Linked DNA regions of Macaca fascicularis: region 1 is linked to region 2. A link is a contact called in public Hi-C data. All regions are on one chromosome and are shown on one strand. Each heading gives the region's core, a stretch centred on a gene start, on an enhancer-like site or on the middle of the called end of the contact. The rest is flanking DNA. Distances are from core to core; before and after follow the strand shown. Region 1 overlaps PRKAG2 (protein kinase AMP-activated non-catalytic subunit gamma 2). Region 2 overlaps PRKAG2 (protein kinase AMP-activated non-catalytic subunit gamma 2).

The links. Hi-C and Micro-C count contacts between places; a contact is called where the count stands out from the background.
Region 1: a Hi-C map of liver shows a contact between it and region 2, with 3 times the contacts expected there. The contact joins two enhancer-like sites. A contact is called at or near these places in 2 of 2 Hi-C or Micro-C datasets (liver and skeletal muscle).

The regions. Positions count from the first base shown.
Region 1 is chr3:193,028,559-193,032,939 of T2T-MFA8v1.1, reverse strand. All of the region lies in intron 3 of PRKAG2 (protein kinase AMP-activated non-catalytic subunit gamma 2), which reads left to right. Among named protein-coding and RNA genes, the nearest start is that of PRKAG2, 120 kb to the left of the region's middle. Within about 2 kb of position 2,304, at least 1 of the 6 cell types and tissues checked has an H3K27ac peak or open chromatin away from gene starts, as enhancers often do. A contact at or near this core is called in liver, where this site is marked.
Region 2 is chr3:192,908,745-192,913,135 of T2T-MFA8v1.1, reverse strand. It overlaps PRKAG2 (protein kinase AMP-activated non-catalytic subunit gamma 2), which reads left to right. Exons shown (of 17, transcript XR_012433086.1): 5 at 3,793-3,862. Among named protein-coding and RNA genes, the nearest start is that of RHEB, 110 kb to the right of the region's middle. Within about 2 kb of position 2,870, at least 4 of the 6 cell types and tissues checked have an H3K27ac peak or open chromatin away from gene starts, as enhancers often do. A contact at or near this core is called in liver, where this site is marked.

The DNA of each region.
Region 1 (4,381 bases), core at 1,055-3,554, 120 kb before region 2:
CCTGGGCTTAAGCGATTCTCCTGCCTTGGCCTCATAGGCACAAGCCACTGTGCTCAGCCTGTATTTCTTAATTCCTTTTTTAAAATAAGACTTTAGGGCTGGGCGAGGTGGCTCATGCTTGTAATTCCAGCACTTTGGGAGACCAAGGTAGGTGGATCACTTGCGCCCAGGAGTTCGAGACCAACCTGGGCAACATGGTGAGACTCTGTCTCTAACAACAACAAAAAAAATCATTAAATAATAAATAACATTTTATTTTGACAATTTCAAACATAAAGTCACAAAAATAATACAAAGAGTTCTCATATCCTCTTCACCCAGATTGCCCGATGTTAGCATTTCAGCAGATCTGCCCGTATCTCATTTCTCATGATCTCTCACTGTGTGTTTATATGAACTCTGAACCCCTGAGAGGAATTTGCAGACATCATATCCCTTTACCCCTAAATATTTCAGTGGATATTTCATAAAAACAGGGTCATTCTCCTAACCACAGTATAATTGTCAAAATCAGGAAATTAGCGCTAATATGCTATCAGCTAAGCTGCAGGCTTCATTCACGTTTTGCACCTTGTCTTTGGGGCATCATTTCTTGGAAGAGGGGATCCCCAGCCACACGTTTTGTTTCGTTGTCCTTTCTCTTCAGTCCCTTCATTGGGAACAGCTCCTCAGTCCTGTCTCATCTGTCACGACCTGAGCCTTTTTCAGGGAGACACAGGCCAGTTCTTGTGTCGCCTGCCCTTGGCTTTGCGTTTGCCTGACATTTCCTCACCATCAGAGCCAGCCTGCACCCTCAGGAGGGCGTCCATCTGTCCATGTGCTGCCCTGGGCTTCCGCATCTCAGCCCGGGCACCCGATACGGCCGCGACACCTTCCCGGTGAAGTGGGTGCCAGTCACCTGGTGAAGGGGGTGTCTGCCGCTATAAAGTTCTCTACTTGAATAAAGTACTTCCCCCTTGTCACCAGTCAGGGTTTCAGGGGAAGCTGCTTTGGGATTGTGTAAATATCTTCTTTCTCCTCAGACTTTCACTTGCTAGTTTTAGGATCGATCCATATTTCTTGCCTGAATTGTTACTATAGTAATTACAGTACTATAATTAGTATAGTAATTACCAAAAAGTGATTATCTAAATTTATCATGAATTCTACATTGACTAGTGGAGCTCCTGAGAACCTGCTTTCAGGGACAGAGAATGGCCATGTCCTCTGTGAAATGCTCTGCAGCTTACAGGATATTTTTGCTATTCTATCTCATTTAATCACCTTGAAACCCTGTAAAATGGTCTCTCTTATGGGAGAAATGTGGAAGAATAAACTAGCTCAGAATTGCATGCCAGTGGGTGAACTGATGTTGCTTTAGGGTTCTATGTTTGACCTAGGTGTTTTAAACCTTTCTACCTGTCACCTTGTTTTCAAATATATTTCACTGTAAGAAGAAACAGATCTGAGGCAAACTTCAGCTCAGCCCCCCTCATAATCTAAGCTAGGGGTTTCCTCATGAGTGACATGCAGGAGCAGGTGGATTGCTCTGTGACCGGCCCAAGTCCGGACACTGGAAATCCTGCCCCGTCACCTGGAAGTCAGAGACCACAGATCAAACTGGCTTTCTGCTGAGCCCGGGAGTTAACCGGGTCCTTCTCCAAGGCTTCGGTGCATTCCCAGCTCACTTCAGCATTTGTAAGAGAATTGAATAACTTAAAGAGAATTAAACAGAAAACCCAAATGGCTGGCCTGCAGAGTTTCCGAATCTGGTTTTCAGAAACCGTTGCCTGGTGGCCCCCGTTGAGCCAAGGGCTCAGCTTCTGGGCCATGGAGCAGCTGGAATCAGGGCAGGTTCTTGCTGGTGGAGCCTTCAGAGCTCTTGGCCTGGTGTGCTCTTGGATGCTGAGCAACTGCAGGGATGCCAGGCACCGTGAGAAGGGACTGCAAAGGGCCCCACCGAGCCCTCATGGGGGAATGTGATGCCCCTTCAAGATTTTAAGGAGATCCAGGGATTTCTTACTTTTTGGGTGCTGCATTTCGGCATGCTAAAAATAATTATTGCGATTGTTTTTCTCCTTTTTAGTACTTATCTGTGTTTTTAAAATCAAGATACCCTGTTGTCTCTGCCAGTTCTCAGTGGCGTTAGATGTCGCTGGTGTGAGTGGAGCTGTGTGAGCTGAGGTGCTTTGTCTCTGCCAAAACAATCACCCTCTTGTCACTCAGAGACTCAGGCTCCAGTTCCTGTGGTCACCACGAGGCTGTGCGTGACCATGAGTGTGTCGGGCTGACGTGGAACAGAGGCATGGGGGCCTGAGTCAGGACGGAGGGTGCTCCACAGAGGTGCCGGCTCATAAACACCTCCTGGGGCAGGGACGGGGAGGCCCCAGAGAGGCGATGTGGCGATCTCAGAGTCAAGTGCAGCAGTGACCTTTAGAACTTTCCATGAAATATGACACAGTATTTTGCAACCAGCAGGAGAGCTCTAGCAAATATGTGCTAACGCGTGTTGCTGCTCCCCGGCCTGGAGGGGACCCGTGCCCTCTTACATAATGAGATGTGGTTTGGAATGCAGCCGTGCAGGGGACTGCGTGCTTTTCAGGTACTGCCTCGTGATCCACAAAGGTTCAGGAGGAGCCGGAAGTGTTTGAGTGGTGCGTCCTCACCTGCTTCTGCAGCGGTCTACCCAAAAAGTCACCCTCTTGTCACTCAGAGACTCAGGCTCCAGTTCCTGTGGTCACCAGGAGGCTGTGAGTGACCTTGAGTGTGTCGGAGCAGGGGCAGCCCGGCTCCTGATGCCCCCCGGATGAGGAACCAGCAGAGCCAGCATCAACCCCCACAATCCCACAGGCTGCCCGCAGATACTGGGCAAATCGTTGAGCACCTCTGAACTCTTGGGTTTTAAAACAATTTTAGTTCTTGAGCTGAATAGTCGTGGCTGGCCTCCCTACCATACAGCACGGTTGAGAAGAATGTAGGAAACCACTGTGGGCAAAGTCTCCAGCTCTGTACAACTGCAGGGTGCGGGTGACTAGGGTTCCCGCTGCCCTGCTCTGCTGGCAGATCTCTCCGTCAGCCGCACTGATTCTGTCTGTGCGGTGCTCCCAGGCCTCAGCAGCCCTGCCCTGGGAAGCGCCAGTCTCATGAATGAATGGAGGCGTGTGGAGGGAGGGTGGTTACACCGAGTCTCAGTGACTCTTCTCTCATCTGGGTCCCCAGTGACAACTTCAAGGAAACTATTTGCAGCTTCACATAACATGCAAAGTGGCTTCGATGAGAAGGAAAGCTTGGGGTCTTTTTGAAAATTTGGTTTTGATATAATTGGAAGTCCAGAGATAGGGTGAGCTTCAAGGGGCTTGACCCTGTCGTTATTCATGGGCTGCCTGGAGGAGGAGGCAGTTTGGCCTGATGAGGCCCTCGGCTCTCAGACACCCACTGCAGGGGTGGGGTGGGGAACAAGTGGAGGCTGGGCGCCAACCATGGTGTCTGCAACAGAGACCCAGAGTCCCATTCACCAGGTGACAAGCCTGGGGTGGGGCTCCAACCTGCAGCCTGGACTAGCACCAGGTTAGTGGGACAACATGTGCCACATGTCCTAGCACTTCTCCCATGCCATTGGAATGTGGCCCCCGGGGCACCGGTGGAGAACCTCCAGCAATTAAAGGGTTTACTCACATGTTTTGGGTCACCAGAGTTTGGGGGTGGGGGTTACATATCAGAGCCACAGGAGCGCCGTCACGTCTCTCTCGTGGAAGGGTGGACACCTTCGCGCCATTTATCCTAATGCACAGGAAGCAGGGGTGACCACGCTCCATCTGCGAGCCCATCTGCAATTCCCCTGACTTCTCCTTCCTCACCTCTCTCGCCCCCAGCTCCGCTGTGTAGTGCACAGTCTGGCTGTGGAATGTTTTGCAGCATCCAGATGGGGGTGCTGATGCACCTGGTAGAATCCAAGTATTAGAGTGAACGGGACCCAGTGCCATGGCCTCCTGCAGCCCAGCCCTGGCTGGCCAAGCCTGAAGCCCTGCCGAGGGCAGGGGAACAGTCAGCACAAACTCCCTGGCTCCAGAACAGCCGCCAAAGTGTCCCCCAGGAACACGACATGCTGCTCCCAGGGCTGCCGAGCCCTGGCCCACCGTGCTGCTCCTGAGTCACCTGGAGGAACTCAGTAAGCGCTCTTTTCCTTTCTTCTGTGGGTGAGATCCCTGCCATGGGGGAGCTTTCAGTCTCACTGGGGAGAAAATTAAACCAAAAGCCAGAAAACAATGAAGCACACTAACAGTGTGAAACGCCTCGTGGTGGTGTTCTTCCACACTGTTTTATTTTTCGAGTTGTCAAAGGTAGGTTTGTAGTCAGAAATCTAAAGAACAGCCACCAGAAGACACATGTAAAGAACATGCGT
Region 2 (4,391 bases), core at 1,621-4,120:
GACAGGAGAATGGCGTGAACCTGGGAGGCAGAGCTGGCAGTGAGCCAACATTGCACCACTGCACTCCAGCCTGGGCAACAGAGGAAGACTCCGTCTCCAAAAAAAAAAAAAAAAAAAAAAAAGATTTTTTTTGTCATTTCCTCCATAGAATTAAATCAGCTTGGCCTGGCTCATAGGGAAAAATACAGGGTGATATCACAAGCAGGAGATTGACATTGATACAGTCAAGATGTAGAACAGTTCAGTCACCACAAAGATCTCTTATAGCCATAGGCACCTCTGGCCCCCTACCCCAGCCCCTGATCCGCGGCATCCACTAATCTGTTCCTCCATTTTGACCATTTTATTTCAAGACTATAATATAAATGGAATCATACAGTATGTGACCTTTTAGGATTGGCTTTTTCCCCCTCAGCATAATTCCCTGGAGATCTATCCAAGTTGTTGTATGTGTCAATAGTTGCTTCCTTTTTCTTGCTGAGTAGTATTTTATGGTATAGATGGACCTACCACAGCCTGCTTCACCATTCATCCATTGAACGACATCTGTTATTTCCAGTTCGCACTGCTGCAAATAAAGCTGCTATGAACATTCATGTACAAGTTTTTGTGTAAATGTAAATTTTCATTTCCCTGGGATAAATGCCCAAGAGTACAACTGATGTGTTATATGGTAGTTGCATGGTTAGTTTTATAAAAAACTGCCAAATTGTTTTTAAGAGTGGTGGTTTTCGACTGGTCACAGTGGCTCACGCCTATAATCCCAGCACTTTGGGAGGCCAAGGCAGGCAGATCACCTGAGGTCAGGAGTTCGAGACCAGCCTGACCAATATGGTGAAACCTCATCTCTACTAAAAATACAAAAATTAGCTGATCTGTGCTGAGGCAGGAAAATTGCTTGAACCTGGGAGACGGAGGTTGCAGTGAGCTGAGATCACTCCACTGTGCTCCAGCCTGGGCCACAGAGGTAGACCCTGTCTCAAAAAAAAAAAAGCAATGGTTCCATTTTGCATTCCCACCAGCAGTGTAGAAGTGATCCCGTCTCTCCACATCCTCACCAGCATTTGGTGTTGTTACTGTTAAGATTTTAGCCATTTTAACAGTTGTGTAGTGGTATCTCATTGTGGTTTTAATTTACATTTATATAATGATCAATGACTTTGAACATCTTTTCATACACTAATTTGCCATCTGTGTATCTTTTTTGGTGAAATAGCTCTGTGTCATTTGCCTATGTTCTAATTTGATTATTTTCTCCTTTTTCTGTTTAATATTGATAGTATTTATGTATTCCAGACATTTTAATTTTATTTTTGCTATTTATTGGAGAGCAGGGCTAACCCATAGGCAGTGTGCTAGTAATTTATTGGCTATGTGGATCGCAAGTATTTTCTCCTACTGTGTAGCTTTTCTTTTCATCCTCTTAACAGGGTCTTTCACAGAGCAAAAATTCTAAATTTTAATGAGGTCCATTTATCAGTTTTTCCTTTTATGGACTGTGTTTTTGGTGTCAAGTCTAACTTTTGCCTAGCCCCAGTTCCCAAAGATTTTCTCCAAAAAGTTTCATAGTTTTAAGTTCACAATCTAATGTGAACTCATTTTTGTGTAAAACGCAAGGCTTAGGTTGAGGTTTGTTTTTGTATTTTTACCTTTTGATATCCAATTACTCCAGTTCTATTGCCTTTACACCTCCATCAAAAATTGGTTTGCCATGTTTGCATGGGTCTATTTCTGGGTTTTCTATTTATTTCTATTGATTATTAAATCTATTCTTCTGCCAATACCATTGTCTTGATTGCTGTATCTATATAGTTTGCTTTAATATTGAGCTATTTCAAGATTAAAGCATTCTACTGTAGTCCCAGCTATTCGGGAGGCGGAGGCCGGAGAATAGCGTGAACCCAGGAGGCAGAGCTTGCAGTGAGCTGAGGTCGCGCCACTGCACTCCAGCCTGGGTGACAGAGCAAGACTCCGTCTCAAAAAAATAATAAATAAATAAAGAATTCTAGAGCTTGCGCCTTTCCATATATATTTTAGAATAAGCTTATTTATGTTAAAAGAAAAAAAAAACGAATTTGGTAGCAATTGCATTAAACCAAAAGATTAATCTGGGGGAGAACTGTCATTTTTACTGTGTTAGGGCTTCCAACTCAGGAATGTCTCTCCATTTATTAGCTCTTCTCTCATTACATTTTGTGATTTTCAGCATACAGCTACTATACATGGTTTCTTGAGTTTATGCCTAAGTATTAATTTTCTTTGAAGTGATTGTATTAATAAGTGATATTGTTTTAAATATTTTTCCATGTGTTCATTGTTGGTTTGTAGAAATGTGATTGATTTTTCTGTGTTGATCCTGTATGCTATGATCTTACCAAACTCACTAGTTCCAGGAGACTGTTTTCTCTTTTTCTTTTGTAGATTCTTTGGGATTTTGTATGTAGATAACTTATGTTATCTGCATAGGTGTTTTTCTTCCTTTCCAATCTGTATGCGTTTTCTTTCCTTTTCTTGCCTTATTGCAGGGCCTAGTACTTCTAGAACCATGTTGAATAGGGTTAGTGAGAGCAGACACCTTGGCCTGGTTTCTGAACCTCGTAGGGAAAGCAGTCTTTCACTATGAAGTATGATGTCTGCTGTAGCTTTTTACCATGAAACATCTTAGCTTTGTTTTCTTTCTCTCTCCCCACCCCTTTTCTTATTTAAAGGGGTTTAAGATTTAGAGATTGGCGCAAGTAAGATGACAAAGCAAAATGAGAGGCATTTTCAGGACTTCCTCTTTCAGGCCCGGCTTGCAAGAGCGCTAGGGCCAAGCTCCGTTCAGCCCTAATCGGTGCTGGAGCTAATCGCATTCGCGGCTCCAGTGCACTCTGCAGGGATGGGCCGTGGGGCCAGGGACCTCGGTCCCCTCTGGGCCTGTCCTGCCCTTCCAGGCAGCTAGTGGCTGCTGGCCGCGCCGCCTGCCAACCTGAGTTGGCCATAGTAGAGACTCAGATACCCAGCTCCTGAGCGGCCAGGGCCAGATTCAGCGTGTGTACGCTTTTGGCAGCGGTTCCCCAACCGAGAAGACACTCGGCTCGAAGAGAGGACGCGAATTAAGAGTTCCATGTTGGGGGAAAAAAAAATGGATAGCGACAAAGTGCATCTACAATACGTGCAGCCAACGGAACGATTTTTGTTAAGGGGGCCAGGGATGGGCAGTTATATCTAAAATTTGGAAAGGGAAGAGGACAGCGAGAAAGGCTTCCCTAGCTGGCGCCCCGGGGCGTTCTGCAGCCTCCAGCCCCTCTCCCCGCCCCCGCGCCGCAGAGCCCACACCTGCGCAGGTGGAGCCTGCGCGGCCGCCGGTGCTGGGAAGGTGAGCGGCACTGGGGGGCGTGGGAGCGGGGGGGCGGGCCGCGGGCCTCTCCCAGTGGCCGCGCGGAGGGGAGGACGCGGGCCGCGTCCGGAAGGGGGCGCCCCGGGCCCAGGCGCGACCGCCCTCGGGCTCCCGGGTCCCTTCCCACGCTTCCTCCCGGGCGGGCCGTACCAAGGCGCGGGGGGGAGCGGCGTGTCCCACTCGCGGAGGGGCACGCGGGCCGCGGCCGCGCCACCTGCGGCGGCGGCGGCCTCGGGCGGGTGGGGGCCGCGCGCCCGCTCCGCCCCCGGCCCCCGCCGCCCGCGTCCCCCGCCAGGCACCTCCTCCCGGCGGCGCGGCAGAGCCAGGCCCGAGAGCTCGGCCGGCCGCGAGCCCGCCGGCCGGGGACGAGCGCCGCAGCTCATGCTGATCGCTGTCCTCCTCCTCCCCCTCAGGCGGCGCTGGCGGCGGCCCCGGGACCCGCGGAAGCCGGCATGCTGGAGAAGCTGGAGTTCGAGGACGAAGGTGAGTGCGCCCCGCCCGCCGCCGGCCCGGCGCTCCCACGGCCCGGCCGCCCGAGGACCTGGACCCCCGGGGACCCCGCGCCCCGTCTCCGGCGCAGCCCCACGGCGAGTTGCGTCCTGCGGAAGCCCGGGGGCCGGGGCAGGGACCAGGGCGGGGAGGCGGGCGCTGGCGAGCTCGGGCTGCGGGGTACCGGGCGTCCGCGGAGGGGACGCGAGCCGGGCTCCCAGAGCGCAGCCCGCAGCCAGGCATCCGCACGGATGGGCGGCCCTTTTGTCCTTACTCGCAGAACTCGAATTAGAGCAAGGTGTCAGGGAGCGCTAATTGTTTGTGCTTGTCACCATGCACTCGGAGGCAACCCCGAATCATACCCACAGTCCAGACCCTTAATCGTAGACTGGTGCCCTTATCTGTGCCTGTGAAGATACCACCGGCAGGGTGTGTCTTCTTTTTTAATGGGGAAAGTTAAATAGGAAAACCTGAAGAGGCTTATTGAATCGGTGTTGAGTTCAGGCGACCCTCTCACTCCGTC